Linked DNA regions of Ovis aries: region 1 is linked to region 2. A link is a contact called in public Hi-C data. All regions are on one chromosome and are shown on one strand. The core of a region is the stretch at or near the end of the contact, and the rest is flanking DNA. Distances in the headings are between cores, read along the strand shown. Region 1 overlaps SH2D4B (SH2 domain containing 4B). Region 2 holds the start of SH2D4B (SH2 domain containing 4B).

The links. Hi-C and Micro-C count contacts between places; a contact is called where the count stands out from the background.
Region 1: a contact with region 2 is called in a Hi-C map of blood, with 2.0 times the contacts expected there. The contact joins the enhancer-like site here to the promoter of SH2D4B in region 2. A contact is called at or near these places in 8 of 16 Hi-C or Micro-C datasets (blood, mesenteric adipose tissue, retroperitoneal adipose tissue and 2 more).

What each region holds. Positions count from the first base shown.
Region 1 is chr25:34,990,876-34,997,202 of ARS-UI_Ramb_v3.0, reverse strand. The region is part of intron 3 of SH2D4B (SH2 domain containing 4B); the gene reads right to left. Among named protein-coding and RNA genes, the nearest start is that of SH2D4B, 33 kb to the right of the region's middle. Within about 2 kb of position 2,877, at least 14 of the 54 cell types and tissues checked have an H3K27ac peak or open chromatin away from gene starts, as enhancers often do.
Region 2 is chr25:34,957,162-34,963,596 of ARS-UI_Ramb_v3.0, reverse strand. SH2D4B (SH2 domain containing 4B) reads right to left here and starts at 2,508. Exons shown (of 8, transcript XM_042240921.2): 1 at 115-2,508. The coding sequence starts at 394. LOC105605028 (a long non-coding RNA gene) reads left to right here and starts at 2,532. Exons shown (of 2, transcript XR_001024649.5): 1 at 2,532-2,738; 2 at 5,191-6,435.

The DNA of each region.
Region 1 (6,327 bases), core at 1,628-4,127, 33 kb before region 2:
ATGCATATATATGGAATTTAGAAAGATGGTAACAATAACCCTGTATGCAAGATAGCAAAAGAGACACAGATGTATAGAACAGTCTTTTGGACTCTGTGGGAGAGGGAGAAGGTGGGATGATTTGGAAGAATGGCATTGAAACATGTATAATATCATATAAGAAACGAATCACCAGTCCAGGTTCAATGCATGATACTGGATGATTGGGGCTGGTGCACTGGGATGACCCAGAGGGATGGTATGGGGAGGGAGGTGGGAGGGGGGTTCAGGATGGGGAACACATGTACACCCGTGGCAGATTCATGTTGATGTATGGCAAAACCAATACAGTATTGTAAAGTAATTATCCTCCAATTAAAATAAATAAATTTAAATTAAAAAAAAAAAAGAATCCTCCTTGCAATCCAGGGGACACATGTTTGATTCCTGGTTGGGGAACAAAGATCCCACATGCCTTGCAGCAACTAAGCCCACACACCACAACTACTGAGCCTGCACAGCATCACGTGTCATAACTAAAGACCCAAGAGACTCAGAGTGTATAGTTGGGGTTTCCTTGGGTTTCACTCTGGGAAGACTGGATGAGGGATAGCCACGCCACTGAGAACCCTCAGGTGGAAATACCTGGAGGTTCTTTCTCTGAAATTATTTGACATCATCTGTGTCCACCCGTGTGGTGCCTGACCACCAACATCCCAGGAGTCTGCATAGGAGGCAGGCTACAGGTAAGTCAGCCCTTAGACTCAAGCAAGCAGGACCCCTAACCTGAGCCCCATGATTCATGAGAAACCAATGCTTTGAGGTACCTTTTTGCAAATTGTCCCTGCAAGTTTCCCAGAAATAGTACCCCAGGACAGGCAGGGGCAGCAGTAGGTTCAGGTAAGATACCCCAAACCCAGACCAGGTTCCATTCAGCCCTTCAGAGTACTCTCTGACCCTTTCCTCCATGCAAAGGGTTAACCAAGTGCCCTATGGAGCTCCAGCATTCATAACTACCGAGTCATTCACAAGTCCAGTGGCCAAGCCCTGGTTCCAGAAGGGTAGCCCAGCAAGCAGATGAATGTTCCTGGACAACAGAATATTTTTATCATAGGATCACCTGAGATTGGGCCACCAGAATAGAGTTAATAGGCTGAGTTTATGTAGTTCAAATTATTAACTTGCTATAGACAAAAACACCATCCAAAAAAAAAAAAATGTTACCAGTTCTGTACACCCTACAGGCAACCTGACAGTAGGTTCCATGGTTCAGAGTTCAAACCTGTGCTTGTTGCCCCTGATTCCGACCTGCCCCGACCTGTTCTCTCCACTTGTCCTGATACGCTGAGCCCCAGTGGTGTCCTTTCAGGTCCTGGGCAGAGGAAGGGATGAAGTAGCCTGAAGAAACAGGTGAAAGCAGGGAACTGAGGGTCCAGCCACTCCACGCAGGAGTGTGCCACCAGTCCCTCATTCTCAGCGCCGTCCTTCACTGAACCCGCTGTCCGCAAGTCTCGAGCCTGTGGGGTCTCTCGGCTGAGCTGATTCAGGACCACCAGCCCCTTCCTGCAGGTGCCCCGCTAACCTCCCATCACTCTCCCTCTGTCTTCCAGAAACCAAATTTCTTTGGGCATTATTTTCATCTGCTCTCCCCTCCTCTTATTTTCTGTTTTTGCGGCTTATAATTTTTTCAGTCCACTGATAGTTTAATGGATCAAGAAGAAAAAACAAAGAAGATGGGAATTGAGTTTTGAGCCCCTCGTCTAAAAAAAAAAAAAAACAAGGATTTTGTCGCTTCTGCAATGACACAGATTGAGAATTTTTCTCCAATTCAACAATCACGTTTTTAAATTCTAAAAAAAAGACAAATTCTTAATGACCCACTCTGTAGGAGTTAGCAATTAAGGAATAAAGATGTTAAGTGGCTTCTCCAGTCATTCACCAAATCCTTATTGAGCACCTAGGAGACTCTGCCTGCTCCAGGCACTGGGGACATAGCCGTGAAAAAGGCCCCACTTAGCCCCACTCTCTCAGAGCTTGCCTTCCAATGACAGAAAAACACTCATCCGGTAAAATAAAAAATATATCAGAATATCAGAAGTATTATATTATATATCATACTATGTAATATATCATATTACATATAATATTTATATAACATACTATACAACATGCCATATTATATAATAAAGTATACAGAGAATTAAAACAGGGTAAGTGATAGAGTCTAGGCAGCTACTTTAGACAGAGTGACCAGAATCATCTCAGAAGGGGCTGCTCTGCGACCTAAATAATAAGAGGGTTGGTGAGTGAGTCTCAGGGAGAAGAAACTTCTAGAGAGAGGGAACCATGGGCACAATGGCCCCAGCATTGGAAATGGGTTTGGCATGTTTGAGTAGGGAATTATCCACTACAGCTGGAAGGAAAACAAGTCAAAATTGTATCTTTAATGCGTCTGAGATGCCATCTGACATCCAAGACACCTGCTGTGGGTAGTGGGATGCATAAACCTGGGACGTAAGGGTCCCAGGGACTTAAGCTCAGGCTGCAGAGGTTGAGTGAGAGGCCCTCTGCATGGGGGTGATGTTTCTCAGCCGCAGACTTGATGTTATCAATGAGAGAAAGAAAGGAGATCAGAGAAAACAGCCAGAATGCCTTGGGGCACTGAGCCGTTTATAAGTTGAGAGAAAGAGTTGGAGCCAGAAAGTGAGACTGAGAAGGGAGACCAAGGGGTAAGATAAAAACCCATAGGGGGCTATGTCTGTAGGAGAAGCTGAGAGGAAAAGGGGGTGGTGAGCCGAGCTGCAGGCTGCTGAGACACCACGAGAGATGACAGAGAAGCACCAAGGGGCCGCAGAACGTGGTCTCGGGACCACGTGACGTGAGCTCTTGTCAACAGCAGCCCTGGTGGAGCGGACGGGCAGCCATCCAGGCAGCATGGGGGAGAGAGAGGAAGTGACCACAGACAACCCCTTTCAAGACATTTCCTGTTAAAAATGAGCAGAGACAGGAAGCAGCAGCCAGAGGGGGCTGTGGGGTTAAGCTAGAAAAGGGAAGGTGAGTTGGTTGTTTTCAAGATGCGAAGTACTAGAGCAGAGAGTTAATGACGGATGCAAAACTGGAACCAAAGTCTGTCTGCCTCCAAAGCAGAAAAAAACGAATTTTACCCTAAAGTTGTATTTCACTTTCATCAGTCACTAGCATCTCAGGAGCATAAAAATGAAGCGTCACACTGGCACGGCACTTCACACTTTACAAAGTGGGTTTCCCATTCCTCCCCCAGGAATCCTTAATCGGATTGTGGTCACCATATTGCTCAATACACAGCGCACTAACCAAGAGAGCTTCCACCAGGGACTGTAGATCTATCATCCACCCACAGAAGTCTTCCAAACAGGAGTGATCTCAGGGAAATCACAGACAGTTGAGCCATGTCAGAGCCAGAGGGCTTGCAACCCCCCAGTCTTACTTCCTTGTGAGGATACTAGTTTTCCTGGCTGCCGTAACAGAGCACCATAGACGGGGGCAGGTAGGCTTAAACAACAGACATTTATTGTCTCGCAGTTCTGGAGGCCACAAGTCCAAGATCAAAGTGTCAGCAGGGTCGATTCCTTTCTGAGCCCTCTCTCCTTGGCTTATAAGCAGCACATGGTCTTTCCTCTGTGTTCACGCATGTCTCTGTCCAAATTTCCTCTTCTTTTAAGGGCAACAATCATATTGATTTAGCTTGGACTGTAGCCCGCCAGGCTCCTCGGTCCATGGAATTCTCAAAGCAAGAATATTAGAGAGGGCTGCCATTCCCTTCTCCAGATCTTCCCAACCCAGGGATCAAACCCAGGTCTCCTGCACTGCAGGCAGATTCTTTACCATCTGAGCCACCTGGGAAGCCACTGATTTAGGGCCTGCCCTAAAAATCTCATTTTAACTTAATTTCCTCTATTAAGACGTTTAGGTCCAAATACAGTTACATCCTGAGACCCTAGGGTTGGGAGTTCAACATATGTATTTTAACTGGACACAATTTACCATAACAAGGAGGCTTAGCACCCCTAGAAAAGGGTTATGACTGGCGTACCATAGATAAATGGCATTTGACCAACCACCTCAAATTAAATAGAGTGCTCCTACTCCAACCAGCTGTGGCAACAGGAAGCAGCATGGTCAACGGCAGTGCCCACTTCCCTCCCCACCCACTCCTACCCCAACTCCACGACTTCCATTCCACTCCGTGCTTCTACAAGCTCAACTCTGTTAGACTCCACATTTAAGTAAGGTCATGCAGCATTTGGCCTTCTGTGCTAGCTTATTTCACTTAGCATAATGTTCTCCAGGCTCATCTGTGCTGTCACAAATGTCAGGATTTCCTTCTAAGACTGGATAATATTTCGCCGCATACACATACATGCGCCACCTACTTTTAAAAATATATCTATAGAAACTTTAGCCATGTGGCGAAAAGGCACAAAGCTTCGGTTATACAGAATGAGAAAGTTCTGGAGATCTAACGTACAGCAGGAAGACTGTAAATGACTACTGTACTTAATGGACGTGGGTTTCAGCAAACTAATACTCTCATCACACAAAAAGAGCCGGTGAGGTGATGGATATGTTAGTCAGCTTGATTGCGTCACCATTTCGTAATGTATATGTATATCAAAATGTCACGTTGTACGCCTTAAACTCATACAATTTTGATTTGTCAATCACACCTCAATAAAGATGGAGGAAGATTTACTACCAATAAATAAATAAAGAGACAGATGGATGGATGGCAGTTCCACAGTTCATTCAGTTCATTTCTCCTGAGAATGGGACAACACCAGAAACCTCAGACTTCCCTGGTGGTCCAGCGGCTAAGACTCACTGCTCCCAAGCAGGGGGACTGGGTTCCGTCCTTGGTCAGAGAATTAGATCTCATGTGCCACAACTCACAGTTCCCATGACATAACTAAAGATCAAATAAGTAAAGAAAGATACAAAGAAATACTTTTAAAAGCGAGCCAAAACCTGCATCAACCTCCAAAGGAACATGACTGGTCACTTACTGTGGCAAAGGTAAGCTCTTCACACAAATGAACTGATAAAAGAAGACATTTTCCACCACAAATAGAAGAGTATGGCACCATCCTCACCCTGGTTTTGCAAAAATGCTCAACCTTTACAGCTGAAATTGCCTGAAAACTCTCTGTTGCTACTTTCAGAATCCTTTGGCCCGTCTGTGATCACTGAAGAAAAGGCCATCTTTCTTTGGGTTAGCAGTAAAAGGCCAATACAGCCAAAAGGCAGATAGGCAAACACTCGCCTTCCACCTTAGGAGTCGACTGCCTTTTTCTGGCAAGCCCAAAGCCCTCTGAGCTGTCCAGCTGATTCAGTCCTCTTTCTCCTGATAACACATCAGTAACAGCACACCGCAGGAACCCACAGATGCCCAGTCCGTCTCACCCCAACGGAAAATGTCACGAAGACACGTGCTTTTTCTGGAAGGCATAGTCCTTTTTGTAACACCAACCTCAGCACGACCATCTCAAGCACATTCTGTCTCCTCCAAGCATGAGCCTCCTTCCCAGCTCCCCACGCGAGAGACTGGTGCCATCTAGCCATCCCTCCACCTGGGGCTCAGATGCCTTGCTCCCTGCTTTCCTTCGTGTGCTAAGGCGCTTCAGTGATGCCCAACTCTTCGCGATTCCACGGACAGTAGGCTCCTCTGTCCTCCTGCCAGGCTCCTCTGTCCACAGGATTTCCCAGACAAGAAAACTGGAGTGAGTTGCCATGCCCTCCTCCAGGGCATCTTCCTGACCCCGGGATCAAACCTCAGTCGTGTGTGACTCTGCAACCCCATGGACTGCAGCACATCAGGCCTCCCTGTCCGTCACCTACTCTGGGTCTCTACTCAAACACAGGTCCATTGAGTCAGTAATGCCTCTTAGGTCTCCTGTATTGGCAGGTGGGCTCTTTACCACTAGCGCCACCTACCAACATCTAACTGATGGTTGATTTCACCACCAGCGTTTCTTTGTCCATCCCCTTTCTCTTCATAGTCCCAGACTCTGTCCAGACCCTCGTCACTTCCTATTTTGACCATTGCAAAGATCTCCTAATTGGCTCCCCCTCACCCTAAATGTTCATCACTTGAATCACACCACCAGGTTTCCTTGTAAAACATGATCAAACGTGGCCCTCTGAATACGTGCGAGTCTGCTTTGTCCACAGAAAATAGCCCACCTCCTTAGCATAGCATTCAAGGGCTTCACAGCCAGTCTTTCCAGGTTTTTGTCTGTCTCCACCCATCATGTCCTTTTTTTCTCTCCCCCAGCAGATCATTTCTCACCCCATTTATCTCCTTTCCATTTT
Region 2 (6,435 bases), core at 1,259-3,758:
CCCCTGACCCTCATCACATCAGTACACAGTTTAAAGAACGCAGCCTGATATTCTCAACTTTTCCGTCTCCCAGGAGGCCAGGGCTCAGGCCTTGGGTTACTCCCAGCCACCTACCTCGCTTGACCTTGGGGGGCCTGAGGCCCTCGACCTGGGCCAGGGCCTCCCAAGCCTCACGCTCCCTCCAGCGTCTCAGCTGCTCCTCGCGCATTTTGTAGAAGAGGATGTGCTTCTGCACATCACTGAGCTCAGCGAGGAGCTCGGGGTCGATGTACATGTCATGCAGGATCTGCTGAAGCATGGCGCCACCTGGGATGCACTCGCCAGCAGGACACCCCAGGCCACTCCTCACCCGGGGCTCCTCATGCCACAGCCACTCCCAGAGCCCCTTCTTCATGCAGCATTGTTACTCTGCCACAGCTCCCAGCTGACGATGAACTCATTTCCTCTGCTCGGGACAACAACAGGGATCAGGCAGCTGGAAGGAAAGAGGCAGCCAAGACCTGCAATGGCGATCCGGCACCTGGAACAGTCTAGTCCTTCTGTTGGGTCCCCAAGAGGCTGGGTCGTGGCCTCCCCTGGGCTCTCAGATGATGGAAGAGTCAAAGCCTCCAGTTCTGCAGGCAATGCCCAGGCCTGGCCCTGCCTGGCCCAGCAGGTGTCGAGTGATCTGTTAGTGGAAGGTAACGATGACACCAGCTGTATCAATGACACTGCCCCAGCCAACCAGGAACCGATCTTTCCTCCAAAGGTAAGAGGAGGAGGAGGAGGCAGGTTTGCCCATGAATTCCATGTCTTCTGAGTCAACATCAAACAGGCCAGAGGAGCCAGCCAGGAGCTTCTAGGTTGCGCAGTCTTTTGCTTTAGTTGCTCCATCATTGGCAGTCTACCTCTTTTCCAGGACATTGGCCGACTGAGATAAAGCTTCTAACACTCTGCCTTGGAGGAAAAGAGATCTACCCTTCTTTCTGGCTTGCAGTTAAGGAAGAAAGCAAAATGGAATCAGTAGGGACACCCGTGGGGCTCGATCACAGGATTCAAGGACGTGAAGGAAGCAGATATCCTCTCCCTTTCTCCTGTAATGGGCTGGCTCAGTCTGGGGTCAATTGTGGTCGCTGCTGATCATTTTTTGTTGTTGTTGTTGCAAGTATCTGGACATGATCACAAACAATACAAGTGTGTTTTCTCCATCCTCGCCATGCCCTGATGTGAAGCATCCTGGACAGAGGGGGGATGTTGCTTTCTGCTTGGAGGGAACTCACCTGTCTTTGGCCATGAGGATGGGTAATGTTGCTCATGCTGAGATCAAAAGTTCACCCTAAAAGGCACTCAGAGCTACTCCCAGCTGCCCCTGTATTTAGACAAGGAAATGGGTTCAGAGAAGGTAAGATACTTGCCTCTGGCTACCCGCTCCACAGGCTGCCATCTGGGGACTTCATCTAATTTTCAAATTTGACATCCACCAGATACTATGACGGAGAAGGCGATGGCACCCCACTCCAGTACTCTTGCCTGGAAAATCCCATGGACGGAGGAGCCTGGTAGGCTGCAGTCCATGGGGTCTGGAAGAGTCGGACTCGACTGAGCGACTTCACTTTCACTTTTTACTTCTCTGCATCGGAGAAGGAAATGGCAACCCACTCCAGTGTTCTTGCCTGGAGAATCCCAGGGATGGGCGAGCCTGGTGGGCTGCCGTCTATGGGGTCGCAAAGAGTCAGACATGACTGAAGTGACTTAGCAGCAGCAGCAGCAGCAGATACTATGAAGATTTTGATGGTTTGTAGCCTGAGCAGGAGAAAACAGAGTTTGACACTATGGCCTGGGAGGGATGGTAACCTTCACATCCTCTTCGCTCCCCAAGAGGACTAAAGGTGGGTCAGGCACCCCAGAGTGATGGCACCCAGGTGTGAGCGGGTGCTCTTTATGCCCAGGGCGTCACAAGAAGTATGAGGGCCAGGCTGCCCCTCCCCAGGTCTGGCTGGGCTGTCCCAGTGTGACCCAGACCATGGAGGCCCCACACAGAGGCTCCTGCCATGCAGTGCTGCAGTCCTGGAGGCCACCCACCCTCTTCTCTCTCCTCCCCACTCAGGGAGGGCAGAGAGTGGGCACAGCACAGGGCTGCTGGGACGGGCCGGTTGCCGTCGGCATGCGGTCTGGTCCTCCGGCCAGAGCGGTGATAGTGTCATCCTTGTGGTGGTGATATGTTTGAGAGCGGGTGGGTGGTAGCCAAATGGGAAGGACGACGCTAGCGCCCCGTTTTGTGCCCCAGCGGGCAAAGAGCTCCCTGGCAATCCCAGGTCAGTGGGGCAGGAGGCCGAGCGTGGAGCGCGGCCAGGGCGCGGGCTGGATCGGGTTTCCGGAAAGACGTGCTAGGGCCCGCGCGGGTGGGAGTTGCCTGGCCCCGCTCCGCGCTCCACCTCTAGCCTGGCTTCCGCCCGCCGGTCGCGGTCCCCGGGCGAAGGAGGCCACTAGACTCGGCCTGGAGCGCCCCCTGACGGCCAGTCGGAGTGGGCGCGCCTGCCCGTGGGAGAGCCAGACAGGAGAGCAAGCAGCTAGCGCCGGCCAAGCGCGCCGGGACGGCCCGGGGTCTGCGCCCCGGTGGACCCCTTCCCGCCGCTGGCGCGCTGCTCTAGTTCACCACGGCGGTCCAGAGCCCGGACGCTAAGGCGGCGGCAGCGCAGACCAAAGGAGCCCGTGGCAGTTCCCGCCGAGACAGCGCCCAGCGACTGGAAACGAACCAGGTGAGGAGTCCCAGGGGTATTTACACTTGGCCCTTTACCGCCTTCCAACTGGTTTTATTTTGTTTTCATTTTTCATCGGCTGATGTGATGTGTTTAACTTTGCATACTAACGCAGTTCCCTCTGGGGGCAGGGTGCACGTAGGCAATGTTCTTACGAAAGTAACTGGAAACCACCCGAATGTCCCTCAGTGGGGTGGGGAGTGGCCTAATGAGGAACACCGACTCTTGTCACAAAGAATGGAGTCTATATGTCTGCTTTGGCCGAGGAAAATGTCCAGGGCAGAAAAATGGAAAGGTGACACTCAGACTATTGTGCATCGTGCAATCCATGTTTAAAATTCTATGTTTGATTGTTTTCGTGTAAACAAAGGAAGAATATGAAAGAAGACACACATGGTTCCTTGCCTTCTTGTTGGAAGGGGGTGGAAGCCCACTTTAGACCATTCTGTATTGCTTTATACAGTGAGTAAGATATATAATAACTATGAGTGAAATAAATATATTTGAGAAGTGCTGGAATGTGCCCCAAGAAAACTGGCCTCTGGACACAGGACAGGACATGCACACTCTTGCCCACACTGGCACCCACCCTCAAAGAGGGACATGCTGACAAAGCCAGACCGTCCTAGCAGGAAGGCCAGAACCTTGGCAGGGATAATCCTTCCTGTCACCAGAGGTTCCTGAGCTGCATAAGGGCTTGGAGACATTTCTCTGAGACAGAAGAGCAGGAGGTTGGGAGAAGTCAGCGGACTCTGGCCAAAGGCTATGAGGGGGGTGATGAGGACTGTAGCAGCATGGCCAGTGGGGACCAAGGGCCCAGAGTTTCCTATCAGGCATCTGCTTACATCTAAAACCATTTTAAAATGTAGATCACATCATTCCTCTACTTGAAACCCTGCAGTGGCTCCTGTTTCACTCGAAGTCCAAGGCTTACAGAATCTGCCTCCTCCCAGCTACACCCCTCCCAAAGTCCCTGTTACCCAGCACCCCCATTCTCAGCTTTCCGCAAATACACACTCCCTCCCTTATACTGGCTGTTCCCTCTGCCCAGGCCCCAGCTAGCTCCTTCACCCGCTTCAAGTCTTTGCTCAAACTTTCAGCTCGTCTATATTCCCGACCCTTCCTTGGTTGCGCGTACGCTCAGTCATGTCCGACTCTTTGTGACCCCGTGGACTGTAGCCTACCAGGCTCCTCTGTCCATGAGATTTCCCAGTTGACAATACTGGAGTGGATTGCCACTTCCTCCTCCAGGAGGTCTTCCCAACCCAGAGACTGAACCAGTGTCTACTGTATCTCCTCCACTGCAGGTGGAAACTTTACTGCTTAGCCACCGGGGAAGCCTCCCTTATTCTGCTCTATCTATTCCCATATCACTTACTCTGTTAAAGACTATTTTACAGTTGGTTTGGTGTTGTCTCTCTCTCCCTACTTGTAACAAGCATCACAAGGGCACTTGCTCTGCTGATCCCCAGTGCTGAGAGGTCTGTTGGGTGTGCAGCAGGTGCTGGATAAACACTGTAGCTACTAGAAATGAGAATGGATGATGGAACATTCATGTGGGAATTGACCAGAGGCTGTGTAAACGCTGCAGAACAGGGCTCTGGGGAGATGCTATTGGAGATTCATACCTGGAAGTCGTGGGCAGATGGGCTAAGTCTCTGGGGCATTAGGTGGACTGGCCACTTGCCCTGGCTTTCCCCCCAGGCCCTGACCACAGGGCTCCCTTAAAGGCAGAGTCAAGTCATGGTCAGAGAACCCCATCATCTTGACTTCAGGCAGCCCTGAGCACCACGTAAAGACAGACTGCAGGAGGACCTTCCCTACATTCTCCTCCCACCTCCCTGGCACGCAGTCACTTGGGGAAACTGGTCCCAAGAGCACATTTAGGATCTTATCTGGTCTCTGTTTTGTGATCCAAAGGCTCAGTGACAGTCTAGAGGAGTTTCTGCTTTGTTACCCCTTAAGCTCCCCTGAAAAATCATGGCCATAAAAATCAATAGTGTCCCTGTATGAGTGCAACAGCCACTTAGAAAATACAATATGAAAGACATCCAGTTCACAATAGGAACCAGATGTGAAACACTGCGAATAAATTTAACAAACATTGTGTGGACCTATGTGAAAAAAAGTAAAAATCCTCGCTGAGAGCACACCGAGGATTCGAGTTGGTGTAGGGACACACCGCGTTCACAGTTGAACAGCTGCAGCGGCGTAGCATGTTCAGTTCACCTCTGTATTAGTTAGCCTTCGAGATGGTTCTCGATGATCCCGGACACCTGGTATCCGTGACTTCGGGTGGCCTCTCTCACACATACCAGGGTCGTCTGTGTGATCAATAATGGCATGCACCAGAAGTGACCATCTGTCACTTCTGAGATTAGGTTATAAAAGATTTTTCTGCTTCCTCCTCGGGTTCTCTCCCTTCCTCTCTCTCTTTTCTTCTCTCTCTCAGCATTCACTCCGGGGAGACCGCATTACAAAACCTACATGTCAAGGAACTGAAGTCTCCTGCCAAGAGTTACGTGAGTGGCGGAGGATCTGGTCAGATAAGACTGCAGCCGCAGCCAACAGTTTCACTGCAACCTAACGAGAGATCCTGAGCTAGCATCCCCCAGCCACGCTGTTCCTAGTTTCCTGACCCTCAGACAGGGTGTGAGATGGATAAGTGCTATTTCAAGCTGCTGAACTTTGGGATAATGTGTCCTGCAGCGAAGCATAACTAATACAATCCCAAATAATTCATCTATTTCTACAGTTTCAAGCCAAACCTGAAATTTAACTGGTATGTGGGCAAGACACTTTGATAAAGTGTTTCCCAAGTTAGCCAAATGAATGAACAGATGAGAACGGTCTAGAAAATACAGTGGAATGTTGAACTCTCTACTGCCAGTATTCAGACTTCTAAAACAAACATTTCAGTCCTGACACACACACACAAAAAAACAGATAGATTGAAATAAGAAAGCGCAGTTGTTGCTGTTTAATCACTAAGCTGTGTCTGACTCTTTTGCAACCCCATGAACTGCAGCCTGCCAGGTTCTTCTGTCCATGGGATTTTCCAGGCAGGAATACCAGACTGGGTTGCCATTTCCTTCTCCAGGGGGTCTTCCCAACCCAGGGATCAAACCAGTCTCCTGCATTGCAGGCGGATTCTTTACCACTGAGCCAGCAGGGAAACCTGAGACAGCCGATACTCAGATCCAAATACGTATATAATTAGAATGTGACCCAACTGACACCTAATAACAGGGTGAAGGAGAGGATGGCTATTTATTCAATAAACAGAGCTGGGACAATTAGCCAGATCCTTGCTTGGTACCTGTGATTGTACCAGGATAGCCCTCAAGGGTCATGACCTTAGGGCTTCTGTGACATGCAAAAGAATAACTACTGCGTAATTAGTCATAATCGTGGGAAACTTCAAAATAACAGGTGGATTCAATAAAAGGGGCTTAGATTAATAAATCATGGTGAGTCTATAGAATGAAATCCTATACAGACATTAGAACTGACGTTGAGCATATCTGTTGGCATAAAAGGGTAATCGTGATATATTACTAGGGGAAAATCATGTGTAGGGTGCTCCCAGCCTACTGTATCAGGACAAAGAGTATTTTAACCCCCAGTGCCTTCTAAAGAGAGTAGACAGGTCCTAATAAAAGGAAAGGCACAGAGTCTTGCCTAGTGCTCCCGTTGT